Regions from separate parts of the Triticum aestivum genome. Here region 1 is linked to region 2. A link is a contact called in public Hi-C data. All regions are on one chromosome and are shown on one strand. Each heading gives the region's core, a stretch centred on a gene start, on an enhancer-like site or on the middle of the called end of the contact. The rest is flanking DNA. Distances are from core to core; before and after follow the strand shown.

Region 1 (4,133 bases), core at 1,237-3,736, 150 kb after region 2:
GTGCCTCCCAATGACCGCACTCATACCTATGACCAGATCTTCCAGTGGGCGAGAAGGCAGACAAGCCTAGCTCCACATCCAACTACAAGGTGGCATTGGACCAATTTCCTTTACCTCTGACGATGTTTGTATGAATCTTCTATTCAACTGTCTCTGAATTCAGTTACCTCTGATGTTAGTCAATTATCTGTGATGTACCATAATATGTGATGTATCACACTTTGCTCACGAGTCTGAATTTGTTTGTCAATTATCTTTAATGTATCACGCATGATGAATGTGTTGGTGTTTTGGCAAACCAATTAGATCATTGTATTGGTAAATTATGGCCTAACAACACAATCCAATCTTCTATTTGTTTGAATTTGTGCATCTTCTGGTGTAACAGACATCAAACATCTTGTAGTCTAATGTCATTATTCTAAAGCAAATGGCTAGACCCAAATCATAACAACATGATCACAACATTCTCAATTCAAACATCTAAGAACAAATACCAGAATCACCACAACACGATCACCCGCATTATCAATAACTAGCAACTTGCAGCTCACAATTTCAGCAACAATAGTAAACAGCATGCCCATAAGCCTTGTTGGATGATACACCCTTTCCTTGCCCATAAGTCTCAATTTTATGATAACAAAAAGGTCTTCTCATGATTTTCTTCTCATCCTCTCTCTTATATCTCCATTAAGTGAAGTTCCTCGATTGGTAGAAATCAGCAAAACATAAATGCAAGCAAATCCGCATGTATAACTAAAACATACTAATTTATGAACTAAAACAATGCACTGCATCCACTCCCAAATCTATATTTCAGACTAGTATGGGGGCTGTCAATTGTCTCGTTTAGACTAAAATATGTCTGGACTAGTTCTTTCTAAAATATGAACTAATACAGTCCACAACACCCACTCCCAAATATACAACTTAGACTAATTGTTCAATGATTCATTGAATCAACACACACTGATCGCTCTCAATGCACCCAATCGACACTTCCCTAACCCTAAGTTCCAAACTGACCACAAACCCTAATTCCCACACAAACACAAACCATAATACCCAAATCCTAGGTCTAAACCTAATTTCTAAATAGAATGAGAGATAAGTGAAACAACTCCTCCTACTGGTGAGTGCCACCGCAGCCGTGCTTCAGCAGTGGTGACAAGGAATGGAAGATGTTGTTACCACAACAATTGCCCTTGTTGCCGTCGTGGTGTGCCGTGCCCCCCCCCCATCGCCATCGGCATGGTGGGCTGTTATGCCCCCTCTACCGCTGACAAGGGGAGGAGAATGACGGGGGAGAGAGTGAGCCAACCCCGCGCCTCAGACCGAGAGTGCCGCCCTGACCGATCCGTTAATGATCATTAATGCTTGCCGTCACACCCGTCGCCAAGCTTTACCACGTCAAAACTCACTCAAAAGTTTCGTCGGTGTTTTTACCACTATCAAAGATAATGTGTTTTGTCAGGTTTTGAATTCCGACATTTTTTCTAATTAGGATATGAATTTGGTGGTTTTATGCATTTCATTCTTCTGGAGACGATGGGTCGAAGAAAGCTCTTCTGCATGATGACCGCTATGTATTGATGTATTGAGATATTCATGTTGTAGCTTGTGGCGAGTGTAAGCCAACTATATCTTATATTCTCTTCTATTCAGTTGACGGTACTTTTTAATGATGTCCACCTTGCTATGTGTCGCGATATTCGTTTCTACCCCCATCGAGATTTTCAAGTCTGGATCGGGCTAGAGCCGCATGTTAGGCGTTACAGGGCGGGGTTTGTACCCCCAAGACAACAAACCAAGTCACATGATCTTATATATCCGATGCCATCTCGCATGCATACCCTTCTCGGTCGCCATGACCACCCTTTACAACCGCAAGAATAATCCGTCGGAGAAAGGGGCGTGCAATACAACACAACCACCTCGCTAACCATCCGAGTAGCCATGTCACAAACTCACCTCTATTTCATACTCCCCAATAAAACCCTCTCCCGTGAACCAATCCACGGCTGGATGGTAATGAGGACAGCGGTAACCCCAACCCACGAGGGTTCAAATCCCGGTGCTTGCATTGTTCCCGTCGAGTACGAGACGCCTGTGATGACTTCGTCAACCTCAACATGGCATGCCTCTGCATCTGCACCGCATTCTAAAAATAAATAAAAACAAAACCCTCTCCCAATAAATCAGTTTTAGACTTTGTGTCACATCCCATAATCCCAGCAATAATGATAAGCCAGACCCAGCACAGCCTGACACAACATCACATAATTAAAACCATAAACAAGCTCCACGATACATCAAATCAAATCAACACGCGTTACGGTGGATGGAACAACGAGAAGAAGCACCTCGAAGGAGGCCGTGGTGGTGGTGGTGGTGGTGGACGCACCGCCAAACAAACAAGCAAACCAAATGCCTCCCCAACAGCTCCCGGTTTGGATTAAAGCCTAAACCCGCCCCCGAACGCCCCCCACCCCACCCCACCCCACCCAATTATCCATCCCGTCCCGTCCCATCCTCCGCTAACAGCAGCAGCAATAAAGAACGCCGAGAAAGAAAAAGAGGGAAATTTTCCGGCCGGAGCCCTCCTCCGCATTATCATATGCTGGTATGACAGTCGTTAGTGGTTGGTGCCCGCTTTGTTTACCCATTTGTTTTTTGGGCCCGAGAAGAAGCAGCAGCGGAAGGTTGAAGAAGCAGCAGCAGCGGCCAAGATTATTGTAATCCCGGGTGGGAGGGATCTGATTTTGTCCCCGTGCCGGAGGAGAGAGAGAGAGAGGGAGGAGCAAAGATTCACCGATTTTCTTTCTCCTCTCCGCCGCTGTCTCTCTCCCCTCCCGCTATCCCCAGCCAAGATCGGCTTGCGGGGCTCGTGACAGCAATCCCTCTGCCGGCCGCTGCCTGCCCCCCGCCCTCAGGTCACCCTCCCTTTCCCCAATATTCTATCCCCCTCTCCGCATCATTGCCCCCCCCTCCGCTGGCCGCGGCGGCGGCGGCGGCGGCAGGGGCGGAAATTCCTTGCGCATGTTCGCGTGATTTTGCTGCTCTGGTTCTTGCTGCTGCTTCTTCGCTTCGGGGAATTGGGGTGTCTGATCTGAGTGGGTGCAACTGCAACTGCAACCGATCCTTTTTGTTTATCTTTTTTCTTTCCGTGTGGTGCTGCTGTTATCGGCTCCAATGATTGGTTGGTGAGCTTTTCTTGGCTTTTGAGTGCGGCGATAGGTATGTGGCTAGCTAGCCTCTCTGAATTGCGAGGCCTCTTCTTGGTGTTTCTGCCTGGGTTCTTCAGTTCAGGAGCTGGGAGAGATTAGGAGCCTTGGCTGTGGATTTTAGTGCAGCCTAGAGTTGGGATTCTTGAGGAACTGAAGGTATTGGGGGTTTTGGCCTCAAGTTCTTGGTTCCCCTGTTTTTGATGCCTCAAGAAATTACCCCCTCTTCACCTCTTTGGTATGGAATTCTTGGGTATCCTCTTAGAATTCTGTGTTTCATATGCGGTCTTGGTACCTCAATCTGAGTTTCTAGTTGCTTCCCCTCCCCCAGCTACCAGTAGAGCTGGCTTTTGGGCACTCTTCCAGCTACCAGTAGATCTGGTTACAGTGGGAACCCTTCCATCTTTGCTTGCTGATCCTTGAATCTTTGTTTCATTGGATGCCCTGATGAAACCCATGCTCTTATTTTTCGTCTCTTGTTTTGCTGTATCTTGTAGTGCAGCATTTATCTGTGCAAGGGAACTCTTAGCTCTTGTCATCAGAATTTTAAGTTATTATATTCATCTTTTGCGTGTGACAACTGACAACAAGGCTGTGCCTTGGACATTGCTCCTGGCTCACCACTCCCACCTCTGTCGTATCATTGAAAATTACTTAAAATCCGAGCTGCAAACAAGTAGTATGAAAGTAGTTTCTATCTAGCTAGCCATCTGATGCCATTTCATTCATCTCTTCTTCCAGAATCATCCTGAATCATCGGTGCACGCCCGTATCTTCGGTGGTTGCCGCTGAGCTGGTGAAGGAGTCCTGCGCACGCCTCGGCCATCAATGATTGATCAGACAAGGTATTGCCGGCCAGCACATAATCGTATTTCATTCAAGAACAGGCAAAATAACAATATTTTC
Region 2 (4,352 bases), core at 713-3,212:
TATCCAAGTTTCTTGTACAAATTTCTTGTATAATGACTAAGTACGGTGATCCTCATAAAGAGCATCTTCGTAAAATCATTCGCTTCAAGTTCCTCAATGTTTGAAAAGTCTCAAAAGTACTTCAAATGAACTTCGCTTCATTTAATCTTCTCATGGACTACCCAATACAACTCTCTTTATCTTCTCTTCACGAAACTAATTTTCTCAAATCAAATCTTTGTCTTCATAGAAGAACTTCTTCATTCGGACAAGACTCTATCTTGCCAAGCAAATGAATTGTTAGGAATATAAAAAACATTCTTCAACAAATCAAGGGATTGTACTTTGCATCAAACCAATACTACCCTGGCAATTATTTCAGAAAAAAGATACTATCATAGGAATGGATGAATACGCAAGACAAGGTAATATAAGCATTTCCAGATTGGTTAATCACACATTCTAGTGACAAAAATTAATCACCGAAGCACATGAACAGACTGCAATGACTAGAGTATTTTCATTGGGCCTAAACGTTAATGCACAAACATGATTGCAAACCAAAATCACACCAAATCTGAAAGATATGCTCACAACATCTCTTCATGAAAAAAAGGCTGGGATTACCAATCTTATGCAACAACAATGTAGATAAGCATTCAAGTCCTTATTTTTCTATATTTCACATTATCATGGGAAACAAGGCCAAAAATTGTTTGCCAACTGCAAATAAATTGTGCGAGTACATAAAACCTACCTGGTGTAATAATCCTTTGGCAGGTACACATCCCGAACAGGACCAAACCTTTCAAAAGGAACCCGTAGATCCTCCGGCCTGCCACAGATAAGAGAACAAAACTAAGGTAAATACCTTGAGAAGTGAAATATTCTTCTTTCGTGAAAAACGAAGTCATCAGGAAAGCTGTATCCATGTCACAGTAATTCTACCTGCAGCTCAATGGGATGTTGCGGACCAAGAGGCTTCCTGAACCCTGCTCCCTCCGTCCTCCATATCCCCTCCTTGGGGGACTTCTACCTCTGCCACCATATCCCCTCCTTGGGGGACTCCGGTATTGGGGACTGTACCTCCTCATTGCTTTGCCTGTAATTACATACACCACATGACATGTTACGGCCCTCTTTGATTTGAGGATTCCAAAAACACAGAGACAGTTAAAAAATGTAGGAGTTGGATGCTATGGCATGTTAAGTCGTAGATTGAAAACACCGAAGAAGGTAACAATTTAACATTATAAACTGTTTGGTCGCACCACATGAATAATACGTGAATTTTCTTGAAGGATTATTAGGTGATTGCCATGGCTGCCATGAAGACAAAGCAAAATTTCATTGTTTGGTCGCACCACGGGAATAATGCATGAATTTTCTTGAAGGATTATTAGGTGATTGCCATGGCTGCCATGAAGACAAAGCAAAATTTCCCGTGGACTTGCATGCAAGTTAGCACACAAGAATCTTTTCTACGGTTTTCAATACCAAGAATCAAACAACCTCTGTGGCAAGTTCCAGACAATGCGGCGTCAGCCAACCTATTGCCACGTCTAGTACAGTTGATTCAGCGTGATGATTAATGAACAGCGTGACATGAACAGCCTAACGAGCCTCTCTGGGGCAAGATTCGATATTTCCAGCGGGCGATGAGACTTCAGGAGTCAAAACTGAAGACCGCGGGTTTGCCCCGGGAGGACCAGCAAGGAACCCGCCGAATACGCCGGGGATCTAAGCCCGCGCCGCAGACCTAGGGCTTCCGGCGAAAGACCGCGCAAGCACGCGTACGCGTAGGAACGAACGCTGTCGTGGGCACGCGGATACAGGTGGGGAGGGAGGAAAGCGCGGTACCTGCCGGGGTGAGTCCGGTGATCGCCGGGGAGGTTCCGCCGCAGCCGCCGACGCCGCGATTGTGCGAGGGGAAAGAGAGGGCAAGAGAGGTGGGGGTGGCGAGGACGCGATATATAGAAAGGATGGGTTTGCTATCTTGTGGGCCTGTATTGTAACCCTATTTGAGTTTCAGTCAGATGGGCCTTGTTTCGATAATTCTAAAAGCAAGGCCCAAAGTCCCTGCCCCAGTCGACGTGCGTGCGCAGGCCCAATTCTAAAAGCAACTCTAAGGAAGGTTTCCAGCGATTTTTTTCTTTCTGTTTTTCATTGGGGTTTTCAGTGTTCAATCTTTCTTTCCTATAAAAAAACTAATATTGGTTGTTTTCAAAAAGTGATTTTTTAAGAACATTTTTTTTGAATTTTATGAATGTTTTTTTAAATATGAACATTTTTTAAAATTCATAACATTAAAAAAACTAAATTCTTTAAAAAAACGAAATTTCCAAAAAACTCAAAAAGAAAATAATCGAAAAATAAAAGGAAAAAGGAAAAAAAATATGGCTAAGTACAATTACAACCCTTGACTTCAGTTTGGTCCAAGTTCCACCCTCAACTCTCAAAACCATTTAAAAGACAAACATCTATGTGTTTTTGACTGGTTCTGAACTAAGTGGCACCACATCACCTAGAAAACCGATACAACCCAACATTCATATTCTTCCCATCTATTTCCCCGCCCAAATCCCTTCTCCCTCTTCCCTTTGCCGCCAAATGGGGAACATATGTTGTGGCGGTTGGCCAGCGACAATAGGAGCTGAAGTCCCAGCACGTAGCCTAGTTGTGAGATAGCCAAGGATGGCTCCTACAGTTGCAAGCTCAATCCCGACGACGATGGTGGCCACCAGTGGCGGAGCTACCAGCAAAAAGCTGGGCGGGCCAGGTTGCTAAACATGGTGCTAAACTTGAATTGCTGCATGCTGACTAGTCTTGTGTGTCTGTGAGCTGAGCAGTAAGCTTAGGTATAAATATTTTTTTGGAAAAGCTGGGCGGGCCACGGCCTTGTTTGGCCCTAACGTAGCTCCGCCGGTGGTGGCCACCGAGCTCGCGCTCTATCACCCTAAGGGTCGCCGGCGAGGAGTGAAAAAAATATAGCAACTCGGCGTTGGACGACGGTGCGGTGTCCGGCGGTTGTAAAGGGTTGAACGACTGCGCAGGACCGAATGGTTGCGTGTTTACTCAATGACAGGTGTGTGAGACGCTCTGCTAGTATGGACAAATGTGTGGTTTCGAAATCTGTACGACCGTGTGGCGTCGGACCAGTGCACACAAGTTAGCGCCTGCGAAGGTGTGCTCTGGCTCGACGAAGTGCACCCCCACCCCCTCCCACCCTCCTAAGCGCGCACGAGCGACATCAAAATATGGCAGCGGAGTCGAGGGTTGGGAGGCGACAGAGGTGGGATATCCCCTGCCGCAGAGAAGCCGGTGGTGGGAAGACGGGAAGGGGATCCAAAAAGAGAGAACACGGAGCGAGGAGAGTTAGGGGAAGACTATGGCGTGTGGGCCTTGTGCCCTCGTCTAATTTCTTGCTGACCGGCGCCACCTAGGAGAAAACCAGAGTAAAATAACAGCGGATAAGTTGGTGGCGGGTAAAATACGTTGGGCAGTTTTTAATTTAACAAGAAAAACGTGCCGAGTGATGAGCGCCGACGCAACGCGACGAGCCACTCGTCGGGCGTAGGCACATGTGATGTCTCTGGTGGAGTAGACCGTACCCGTGCCCCGGTCGCCACGGCTCTCGGCCCATGTCGAGCCCAAGCTACGTCCTCCCCCACCACACGTCAAACAAAAAAGAAAAGAAACTACGTCCTCCCCTCTATGACTGAGAATTTCCACGAGGCTACAAGTCTGGCTACAGTAGGTTGATGCTTGATCTCGAGTCTCGACCGGCCCGTGTTTGTTTATGCGTGCGCACGCGCCAAATCATTTCAAATCCAAGTCACGCGCAACACAGGCGTGAGAAGGACGGAGTGGGTTTTTCCCCCGCATGCAACATGCATGCCGTGTTTTTTTTTTTTTGAAGATGATTCGGCTAAAAAGAAGAACTTCAAAAGGACTCGTCACTTTGTTTTGTTTTGTTTGTTATTTTTTAGCGTGATTTTGTTGTGTTTATTAAAGAACAATATCTTCATTTCTTTCTAATTCATGAATTACTTCATCCAAAAGTTTGAACCACTTTTTGTTTGAGAATTAAAAGTCTGAACCAATTGTGAGGCAGACAATATACTTCAACACGGCCCCTTGTGTCTAATTAGTTATGAGCCTTAGGGCATCTTCAACGGCAACCCGTAAATTTTTCCCCCGCATCTCTACGTGGATATGGATACGGGGGACGCCATCCAACCCTAGCGTGTATATGTCCGCCAATAAATTCAAATTCAAATGTACACCGATCTGATCAACACAACATGCTGGATTGCAATGCCCGATCACAACCGAAAAAAGGCAAATATACTTAGTTTTTACATGTCTGAATT

Evidence for each region. A called contact is a pair of places that touch in the nucleus more often than the background predicts.
Region 1: a Hi-C map of leaf shows a contact between it and region 2, with 3 times the contacts expected there. The contact joins the promoter of LOC123087285 here to the promoter of LOC123087284 in region 2. A contact is called at or near these places in 3 of 5 Hi-C or Micro-C datasets (leaf and an unstated tissue).

Annotation. Positions count from the first base shown.
Region 1 is chr4A:592,741,064-592,745,196 of IWGSC CS RefSeq v2.1, forward strand. LOC123087285 (BEL1-like homeodomain protein 7) reads left to right here and starts at 2,487. Exons shown (of 6, transcript XM_044509257.1): 1 at 2,487-2,626; 2 at 3,969-4,072.
Region 2 is chr4A:592,594,827-592,599,178 of IWGSC CS RefSeq v2.1, forward strand. It overlaps LOC123087284 (serine/arginine-rich SC35-like splicing factor SCL30), which reads right to left and starts at 1,963. Exons shown (of 8, transcript XM_044509255.1): 1 at 1,840-1,963; 2 at 928-1,081; 3 at 737-814. The coding sequence starts at 1,073.